Regions from separate parts of the Sus scrofa genome. Here region 1 is linked to region 2. Evidence: chromatin contacts called from public promoter capture Hi-C data. All regions are on one chromosome and are shown on one strand. The core of a region is the stretch at or near the end of the contact, and the rest is flanking DNA. Distances in the headings are between cores, read along the strand shown. Region 1 has its middle 16 kb from the start of SLC30A10. Region 2 has its middle 48 kb from the start of SLC30A10.

Region 1 (5,115 bases), core at 38-2,537, 64 kb before region 2:
AGATGTTTTTGGCTAAAGTAAAAAGCAAAGGGAAAGAAGCAAAAACTGTAAGCATGAAAGGAAAAAAAAAAAAAAAAGTAGGTTTAAAGTCCAAACTTTGGACGGCTCTATATGTGAATGAGTTTGGGGGCAGAGATATAAATGTGTTTGGGGGAAGGAGAGAGCGGTGAACACAACCTGTTGATGCAGATCATAGAAAATAGGGGACACTCCCCGCTTCCTTTGGACTTTGGGACAGAATTTGCTTTGTTTGTATTTTTTCCTTCTTGTTTACTTCTTAGATTTTCCTTGACTTTCGCATTGTCTTTTCTGCTTGCCTTTTATTTGTGATTATTTTCCAGGCGTGAGTTTTCTTTAAAGTTTCACGAACAGAACTCTCTTTGCCCTTGGCTTGTATTTGAACAGATACTTTGCTGTACGTTGTCTTTTGTTTTAAACCAAAGGTGATTTTGTGCAGCTCTGGCTAGGATAGGCTTGCTGGTTGCATAATTTATAAATGACATATTTAGATCTGAAATACCTGCTTATTATTTAATTGTTTAAAAACAAAGTGCCTTCCCCTGTGAATCTATTTACATTAATTTTTATTATATATTTGCTTTTTATTTTTTCTCTTATATACTCTTTATATTCCTTAGTAAAATTCTGCTTCACATCTGTTTTAAAAATTATTTCCTTCTACATTTGTCCCTTTCAATTTTTTGATATATATATTATATTATTTCTACGAGGCAAATAGAAAATAACGGTGGATAAGGACTAGTTATGATAAAAACTCGTGCCCAAAGAAAAATTACATCCTTTTTTCCTTTGGCCTCATTGATCCTGTTGTGGTCTTTCGGCCACTTATAGCAAAGTACCTATTAGTTTCTTTTTTTTTTTTAATAATTCAGTGAATTTAATTCTGAGTCGTACAGCCATCATCAAAACCTAATTTTAGAACATGTCCATCGGAAATCCCCAGCACCTTTGCAGCATTACGTTTCCCCAGCCAACCTGCTAGGGGCAGTGCCCGCCCAGGAATCAGGAAGTCAGGAAAGCGGGCTGCCGACTGGCCGCTGTCACCGGCGGTTCGTGTGCGGTAGCGGATGGGAGCCTCTGACACGGACAGTTCTGCAGACACTGACAGCACATCGAGTTTCCCTTCCTTTAAGAGCAAGTTTTATCCCGGGACTAGCGAGGTAGGCGGGGCGCTGGGGGTTTTAGGAGAGGCGGGGGGAGGTGGCGGCCTCTCTCCCAGCAGCCGGCGCCGAGTCTGGGATCGGAAACTGCGGCCTCCTGGGTACTGCTCCCCGCGTTCTCTTTCTCCTCCGAGGCGGGATTGCAATGATGGGGCATCTGCAGTAATTATTACATCGTTTTAGGAGGCGTGATGCTTCCTGCCCAGAGGCTGTTCCTTGGCCGGTTGTCCATATCCGAGGCTCACCGTGGTTTTCTAAACGTTGTGAACAATTACCTTCCATGTGAGCGTTCAGTGTGAGCACACACGCACCTCTCACACATCACAGCAGCTGCCCCAGAGCAGACACTGGCTGGATTCCCTTGTGCCTCTTTCTGCAAGCTCCGCCAGCGTCCCTGAGCCCTCTCTGCACCCACCTCCCTGCTGCCCAGGGACCAGGTTCTGTCTGGGCCAGTTACCGAAAGGAGTAAGGCTGAAAAAGCAGGTGCCGTTTCACTGCAGTGAGATCAAATTCAGCTGAAGAAAAAGAAACCAGCTCCTGTCCTCAGCCACTTTCTTCCACTACGCAGAGGCCACCGACACCTGAGTTGAATTTTAATAAAACCAAGTAGTTCTGGACATCTGTGAGTGGTTGAGCCCTGGGAGTAATCAGAGCGGCACATCACATACATGTTTTCTGAAACATCAGGGAAAGAGGATACTTGCTATTTCTTTCTTTGTTTCTTCTTCTTCTTCTTCTTCTTCTTCTTCTTCTTCTTCTTTTAATCAGATAAGAAAACAGAAACTGGGAGTCAGGACCACAGTCCTGCCACTAGTTAATGGGAGAGGACAAAGGATCCAAAGTTTGAATCGAGGCCTTTAATTAGAAACCCTTCTTGGCTTGACCAAAGGAAGGAAAAAAAGTCCTGAACAGTGAAAATTTGGCAATAAACGGCAAATGGCACGTCGAAAAGTGCGAGTTAATTCACCGTAAATTGAATCCTAATTCTGGTGGCTAAATGATCTGCAGAAAGTTACTTCACCTGGGTCTGTAAAGTGGGTGATTACCTCCTAATAAGGATGTTGTGGGGATGGAGGGTACGGTGCGTACGCCCCGCTCAACGTGGCACTTGGTGGCGCTGGTTGGTTGTGACGGTCCAAGAGCTGGAGGAACACGGGGAAAGGAAACGTTAGTAAGAATCCCTTGGGGACCCGTCCTGGGACCGGCAGCCAATCTCATCCCAGGCCAACGCTCAGGATGGTTTACTGTTGGTCATGTAGTAATAACAGAATTCAGACGTATTGCCATTCCTGCAAAACCTCACAAAACGCATGTCTTCCTGATGGCAGCTTAGCAGTATCTTGCGTGGGGTGAATCAGGAGCATGGGCCTGTGTGTAATTGGGGAATACATGTTTGGAACGTCTTCCCTCAGCCACTGGGTCTAATACTGGAGAAGGCACTTAAGCATCTGGAGCTTCATCTCAGAGATCAGTGTGCCTTTTTCTTTTCTTTTTTTTTTTTTTTTTTTTTTTTTTTTTTTTTTTTTTTGCTTTTTAGGGCCGCACTCAAGGTGTATGGGAGTTCTCAGGCCAAGCGTCGAATTGGAGCTACAGCTGCCAGCCTACACCACAGCCACAGCAACGCAGGATCCGAGCCGCATCTGTGACCTACACCACAGCTCACAGCAATGCTGGATCCTTAACCCATTGAGCGAAGCCAAGGATCGAACCCACATCCTCATGGATACTAGTTGGGTTCGCTAACCACTGAGCCACAACAGGAACTCCCTCACTACACCTATTTTAAAGAATCTCTGTGCTTTTCTTCCTCCCTCCCTCCCTCCCTTCCTCCCTTTCTTCCTTTCTTCCTTTGTCATGCCCGTGGCAAGCAGAAGTTCCCAGGGCAGGAACCGAACTTGCGCCACAGCAGTGACTTGAACCACTGCAGTGACAATGCCAGATCCTTAACCTTCATGATGCATCATTTTTCAAAGGGCTCTTGTAGATGTTACATTCTTCATCTTTCAGTGTTGAAGAAAGCACATTGTAGAAAAGCATTATGTATATTTTTCAGCTGTTAAAAATCGTATGTTTTAAAGTGTCGTAATATTATTAACATGTTGCTAAAATAATGCAAATGTAGCTAACATATCCAGGTGACATTCCAAGTTACAAACGGAGAAGCCCAGCCACCGCATGTTTTATAGTTAACCCCAAATTAATGTTAGAGCCAAGATTTTGCATTTCTACACCTCTTTTCTGCCATAAAAGGATTTGCCTTTTAAACATTTTCCTACAGTTCTATCTAGGGAGAGGCTCCCATTTTCCTTATTAAGAGGCTTAATTTTCAAGGTAACTGTAGCTAAAAGTAAGCTTGTTATTTTTGTTTTCTTTTGGTCAGATGCTTACAAGATATAAAGAATATATTTGTGGAGTTCCCATTGTGGTGCAGCAGGAACTAGGAACTATGAGGTCGCAGATTTGATCCCTGGCCTCGCAAGTGGGTTAGGGATCTGGCGTTGCCATGAGCTATGGTGTAGGTCGCAAACACAGCTCAGATCCTACGTTGCTGTGGCTGTGGTGTAGGCAGGCAGCTGTAGCTCTGTTTTGACTCCTAGCCTGGGAACTTCCATACGCCAAGGATGCAGCCCTTAAAAAAAAAAAAAAAAAAAAAAAGAAAGAAAGAAAGAAAATATTTGTTATTTTTGCCACTTTCTCGCTCGCTTATGGAGACAATAGTTATTGATTTTTATAAAACTTTATGTATAACTGCCTCTGATGATTATGAAATACAGTAGTTTTATCATTATTTTTTATAAGAGGCAATGATACCCAGAGACTACTTTTTCTTAGAGGAATGTTTTCGTATTTATTGTATGTATCTGAGAAGGTGTCTTGAGAGAATTTTGAGGGAAGTAATTTTCAAGGAAGTACATCTGGGCTCTTTCTCTATATCTGCTGTGTTAAATTCTAAAAATGTATCAGCCCAATAGACAGTAGGAAAAAAAAAAAAGACAAACTCGTGGACATGCGGAACAGACATGTGGTTGCCAAGGGGCAGGGGGATGGACTAGGGGTCTGGGGTTAATAGATGCAAACTATCACATTTGGGGTGGATAAGCAATGAGATCGTGTTGTATAGCACAGGGAACCTTAGTCACTTATGATGGAATATGGTCGAGGATAAAGTGAGGAAAAGAATGTATGTGTGTAGGTGTGACTGCGTCACTTTGCCGTACAGTAGAAATTGACAGAATACTGTATACCAACTATGATGGAGAAAATGAAAATCATTTAAAAAAAAAAAGAAAAAAGAAAAAAATGACACTCCTTGACTCAGGCCAATGGGAACTAGAGGTTGGAGCAGCAGCAAAGTCAGGTTGAAGGAGGAACTGTCCGGACAGGCCCCCTGTAGCATTGGTAACCCGAAGAAACTGCCTTGAGATTTTGCAGGACAGAAGAGAGGGGAGCTGGCCACTGGCTCTAGAGCTGCTGACCAGATCTGATGGGTGCCATTGTCAGGACATTATGGGGCCAATGAAAAAAGGCCACTCCTGCGTCTAGAACTGACTGAGAACTCAGTGATCAAAGGCGGATGGCGACAGAAATTGCAGCTGTGTTTTTGACAACAGCTGAATCGGAAGCTGTCCCAATAGGCTTCCTAATAGCTACCTCCGCAGTACACATACCCCTCTCCTCTGACGCCGAGCTCAGCACCGGGAGGCACAGAGATGGGCCCAGGAACAGAGAGAGTGGACACCCCAGGAAAGGTCGTTTAATGAGGAAAGCCCAGGAGGGGCCGGGCCAGGCCTCTTCCGCTCCTTCCACTAAACCTGCCCAGGAGAAGAGACCCTCCTACCCCAGAAAGGACTTCTCCCAGGGAGGCTGGAGGGTGAATGAAGGGGTCAGAAGGAGCCTGTGTGCCGGTCCCCTCGCAGAAACACGAGAGGAACAA
Region 2 (5,091 bases), core at 101-2,600:
AGTTCAGATTTACATAACATACTGAATCTAATCTTAACACTACATTGTTTGCAAATGATGGCTGTGATGGAGAAAATTCATAGCTTTATTATTGTTATTATCCAATATTTTTATTCTAGCTTTGCATAGTATTTACTCTGCGGCCCAAAGAAAGTTTCTACAGGTCTTCTTGAATTGAAGGAGTTTTTACAAATCCCCTGTAGTTAGATAACGCACAGTAGCTGCACAATCTATCAATGCCGGATGTGTCTGTTGAGAAAAATTTTTTCTTTTCTCCTCTGGGCTGCAGCAGATCCTGGCGAATTTTGCAAGTAGAAATGAACTCCGAGCCTTCGTCTATGGCTTTGCAGCGCCCCCTGATGTCCAGGATCTAGAATACACAACAAACGAGATCTAAACCTCAAGTCAAAAACTGCTCCTGTTGGCTTTAGTCTTGGACTATCAGCAGCAGAATTGCCTTTCACTCACTGCTGTCCCACTTACCGTCTGCTGAGGACCCAACAGTGGTTGTGTTTGGTTTTCTTTCCAGCCTCCCCCGTCTGTTTTTTGGAAGGCATTGCAGTAGACTAATTAACAGTAGGACATATTTGCTGAGATTTAATATGCGGCTCCCTCTGGGAGATTTGCTTTTTAATTGTAGATAGTGCTGTAAAAAGGGGGGCTCCTGAAGTGTGGAATTTCTGGGGTCACTGAGTCAGTACAGAAACGCCAGGGTTAGGGCGAGATGGGGCTGAATTGTTAAGTGTAGGCTTCAATTCTGTGTGTACCTTATCGACGGTGTGCTTACCATGGATTTTTTTTTTTTTTGCATTAATTTCTGGTGTAATTTTAAAAATCGCATCAAAATAGTGTCTCTCTTGATTTCTAAGTTTTGGATTCCTCTTTAAGTTCTGCACATCCCCCCCGACCCCACCAGACACCCGCTCAATGCCTTTCTTGCCTTGCTCTAGTCCTGACCCAGTTAACAGGGAGTGGCTTTTTTTTTTTTTTCCTGGTGCCTGCCATTCCTAGATTTCTAGATATTACATGACTTAGTTGCCACCCAGTCCATTTCCCCAGTGAACTCAGTGACCACCGGTGAATAAGCAGTTTCGCCCAATCGATCACAAGTGCACAATGAAAAAAAAACAGAAAGAAAGCTTGCCACCGATTCAGTGATGTTGGCAGGGTTTAATGGGTTCATGTAAGAAGGGAGGGGGAGGTCTTGGGGTTCAAAGGACCATAAAATAATAAAGTTATATAACAATGGCACTAGTCTCATAAAAAAATAAAGAACCTGCCGAGTGGTGAGGTTATCTCTGTCTGGATAGTCTTTCAGCTTGTGCGGTCATTTCCAGCAGTCATTATCCTTCACATTTCAAACTGCTGCCTTTTTCTCTGAGATAAAGTGGACGTAAGCAGATTAGAGAAGGCATCTCCTGAGAGCGTCGGGTTTAATATTAACCTCCACGGAGCAAACACGGCTGCTTCCAGAGCCCAACACCGCCAATGCCCCGAACGTGACCAGATTTCAGCCCTTAGCCTCCAGCAGCTGGCCTTCTGAAATGCGGCACTGTCAGGCCTTGCGGGGTTTAGGACAGGGAGGAAGCGCTGCCTCATGTTCTGCAGCCCTTAGAATTCATACCGATACTTTTTAATTATTGACTTGTTTTATTATTTTATCTTTTCTCTTTTGAGGGCTGCACCTGCAGCACATGGAGGTTCCCAGGCTAGGGGTCGAATTGGAGCTACAACTGCTGGCCTACCCTACAGCCACACAGGATCCGGGCTGTGTCCTGACCTACACCACAGCTCACGGCAACTTGGGATCCTTAACCCACTGATCAAGGCCAGGGAGCGAACCCACGTCCTCATGGATGCTAGTTGGGTTTGTTAACCACTGAGCCACGACGGGGAACCCCCCCCCCTTTTTCCATGTAATTGTGTTTTGTTGGCTTTTATTTTTCTTCCATACCTCAAGCTTTCCTGGTTTTAACAAAATCAGAAACCCAGAAACCTTTTAACTGTAGCTGGGCAAGAAGACAGGGCCAGAGAGAGAATGATCTTGATAAAAACCAAGAGCTTAAATTCACTTATGTCTTTGCTTTAAATCAGGAAACTCGGTTTATACCGGATTTAGGATTTTTATTTCATTTTGGTATAACTGGGACATCTTCATCATTGCATTTATCAGGAGTTAAAATCCATACTCCTAAGTTATCCTGTGAGATAAATTAAGAGTATGGGATTAATTAGGAGCATGGAATAAATTAGGGATAAATTAGGAGTATGGAATTAACAGATACCCGCTACTATATATAAAATAGGTAAACTACAAGCTTTACTACACAGCACAGAGAGCTATACTCAATACTTTGTAATATCCTATAATTGTAAAAAACAATTGTAAAAAATTGTAAAAAACATATGGTATAACTGAATCACTTTGCTGTAATATTTATACAATATAGTAAATCAACTATAGACTAATAGAAAAGTCTCAAGGATCAGAGTCTAGCAAATTCCTTTAAGAACTGGCTACAACTCATCGTGGAAGAAATCTCGCTATGCGTAATAAATCTGTGTCATATTCGAAGGTGCTTGATTAACAGCAGTGACGGCTGCCTTGCAAGTTCCTTATTTTCTATTTCTACATAAGTCAGAGAAAAAAATAATTTAATGCCATATTAGAAAACAACTTCCTATCATTTTTATAAGAAGCATTATGATAGGGAGTTCCCACTGTGGCTCAATGGGTTAAGAGCCCGATTGGTATCCATGAGGATGCAGGTTTGATCCCTGACCTCGCTCAGTGGGTTAAGGATCCAGCGTTTCCATGAGCTGTGGTGTACATACTAGATGCGGCTCGGATCCTGCGTTGCTGTGGCTGTGGTGGACGCCGGCAGCTATAGCTCTGATTCGACCCCTAGCCAGGGAACTTCCATATGCTGCAGGTACAGCCCTAAAAAAAAAAAGCAAAAACCAAAACCAAAACCAAAAAACAAAAAACCACACAAAACGCCAAAACCAAACAAAAAACCCTCTTAAGGCAGCGTTCCAGGTAACCTGCACCAGCCCACCTGTAGGACACAGATTTACTCTGGACTTTTATCTGCTTATTAAACAACTACGATGACGATATGATATGAATTGTTCCTTTTCATTATAAACAGAGACGCATTGATTCAATCTCTCATTAACTGAGTACCTGACTCTGAAAAATACTGTGCTGTGTCCTGGAGGTGGTGGTGGGGTGTGTGGGGGTGACGCAGAGATATCCGAACCCCGGGTCCAGCCTTCGTGGATATGACAGGGCTTATGATCTTTACTGTGAAGCGTGAAGCCAGCTTTGCTTGATTAAATAAATAAATAAACACACAACTCCTTTGATGATACATTACTAAGTGAACCTCACAACCAAGGCTTTGCCAAAGCAAATACTGGGGATAATCACAGTCAGACTCGGTGACCTCGAATGTGAGATTCCAGCGCGATAAGAGTCCCGTTAAAAAGGTGTTGAATTGAGCAGTCCACAGATTCAACACAATCCCTATCAAGTTACGCATGACATTTTCCACAGAACTACAACCAACAATCCAAAAATGTATATGGAACCAAAAAAGGCCCAGAATTGCCTGAGGAACAAAAACCAAGCAGGAGGCATAACACTCCCAGACTTCAGGCAATATGACAAAGCCACAGTCATCAAGACAGTGTGGTACTGGTACCAAAACAGACAGACAGACCAATGGAACAGAATAAAGAACCCAGAAATAAACCCAGATACCTACGGTCAATTAATCTTTGACAAAGGAGGCAAGAATATAAAATGGGAAAAAGATGGTTTTTAGCAAGTGGTGCTGGGAAACCTGGACAGCCACATGTAAATCAATGACACTGGAACAAAATGCACAAAAATCCCATGCACCTCACACCATGCACAAAAATAAACTCAAAATGGCTTAAAGACTTAAATGTAAGACAAGACACCATTAAACTCCTAGAAGGGAACAGAGGCAAAACATTCTCTGATACCAACTTTACATATGTTTTCTCAGGTCAGTCCACCAAAGCAACAGAGATAAAAGCAAAAATAAACCAATGGGACCTAATCAAACTGACAAGCCTTTGCACAGCAAAGGAAACCATAAAAACCAAAACCAAAACCAAAACCAAAAAGACAACATATAGAATGAGAGAAAATAATTTCAAATGATGCAACAGACAAGGGCTTAATCTCTAAAATATACAAACAACTCAATAGCAAAAAAACCAACAACCCAGCTGAAAAATGGGCAACAGACCTGAAAAGACACTTCTCCAAAGAAGATAACACAGATGGCCAACAAGCACATGAAAAAGTGCTCCACATCCCTGATTGTTAGAGAAATGCAAATCAAAACTGCTATGAGATACCACCTCACACCAGTCAGAATGGCCATCATTAATAAGTCCACAAATAACAAAAGCTGGAGAGGGTGTGGAGAAAAGGGAACCCTCCTGCACTGTTGATAGGAATGTAAATTGGTACAACCACTATGGAGAACAGTATGGAGGTATCTCAGAAAAGCAAGTATAGAACTACCAAATGACCCAGCAGTCCCACTCTTAGGCATATATCCAGATAAAACTTTCATTGAAAAACTATATGCACCCATATGTCCCTTGCAGCCCTCTTCACAATAGCCAAGACATGGAAGCAACTTAACTGTCCATTGACAAATGAATGGATGAAGAAGATGTGGTATATACACACAATGAAATACTACACAGTCCTAAAAAAGGACAAAATAAGGCCATTTGCAGCAATATGGATGGAATTAGAGACCCTCATACTAATTGAAGTAAATCAGAAAGAGAAACACAAATACCATGTGACAATCACTTATACCTGGACTCTAATAGATGGTACAAATGAAAAGAAACTCATGGACGTGGAGAACAGACCTGTGGTTGCCAAGGGGTAGAGGAGGGAGTGGGATGGATTGGGAGCTTGGGGTTAATAGATGCAAACTATTGTATTTGGAATGTATAAGCATGAGATCCTGCTGTATAGAACAGGGAACTATATCTAGTCACTTATGATGGAACATGATGGAGGATAATGTTAGA

The links. Promoter capture Hi-C pulls out the DNA fragments that hold promoters and counts their contacts.
Region 1: a contact with region 2 is called in a promoter capture Hi-C map of fetal liver, with 4 times the contacts expected there. The contact joins two enhancer-like sites. A contact is called at or near these places in 2 of 5 promoter capture datasets (fetal liver and liver), 25 of 47 Hi-C or Micro-C datasets (alveolar macrophages, brain, embryonic fibroblasts and 11 more) and 1 of 2 datasets of contacts at active chromatin or transcription factors (skeletal muscle).

The regions. Positions count from the first base shown.
Region 1 is chr10:9,558,788-9,563,902 of Sscrofa11.1, reverse strand. No RefSeq gene overlaps it. Among named protein-coding and RNA genes, the nearest start is that of SLC30A10, 16 kb to the right of the region's middle. Within about 2 kb of position 1,287, at least 16 of the 83 cell types and tissues checked have an H3K27ac peak or open chromatin away from gene starts, as enhancers often do. A contact at or near this core is called in fetal liver, where this site is marked.
Region 2 is chr10:9,494,745-9,499,835 of Sscrofa11.1, reverse strand. No RefSeq gene overlaps it. Among named protein-coding and RNA genes, the nearest start is that of SLC30A10, 48 kb to the left of the region's middle. Within about 2 kb of position 1,350, at least 10 of the 83 cell types and tissues checked have an H3K27ac peak or open chromatin away from gene starts, as enhancers often do. A contact at or near this core is called in fetal liver, where this site is marked.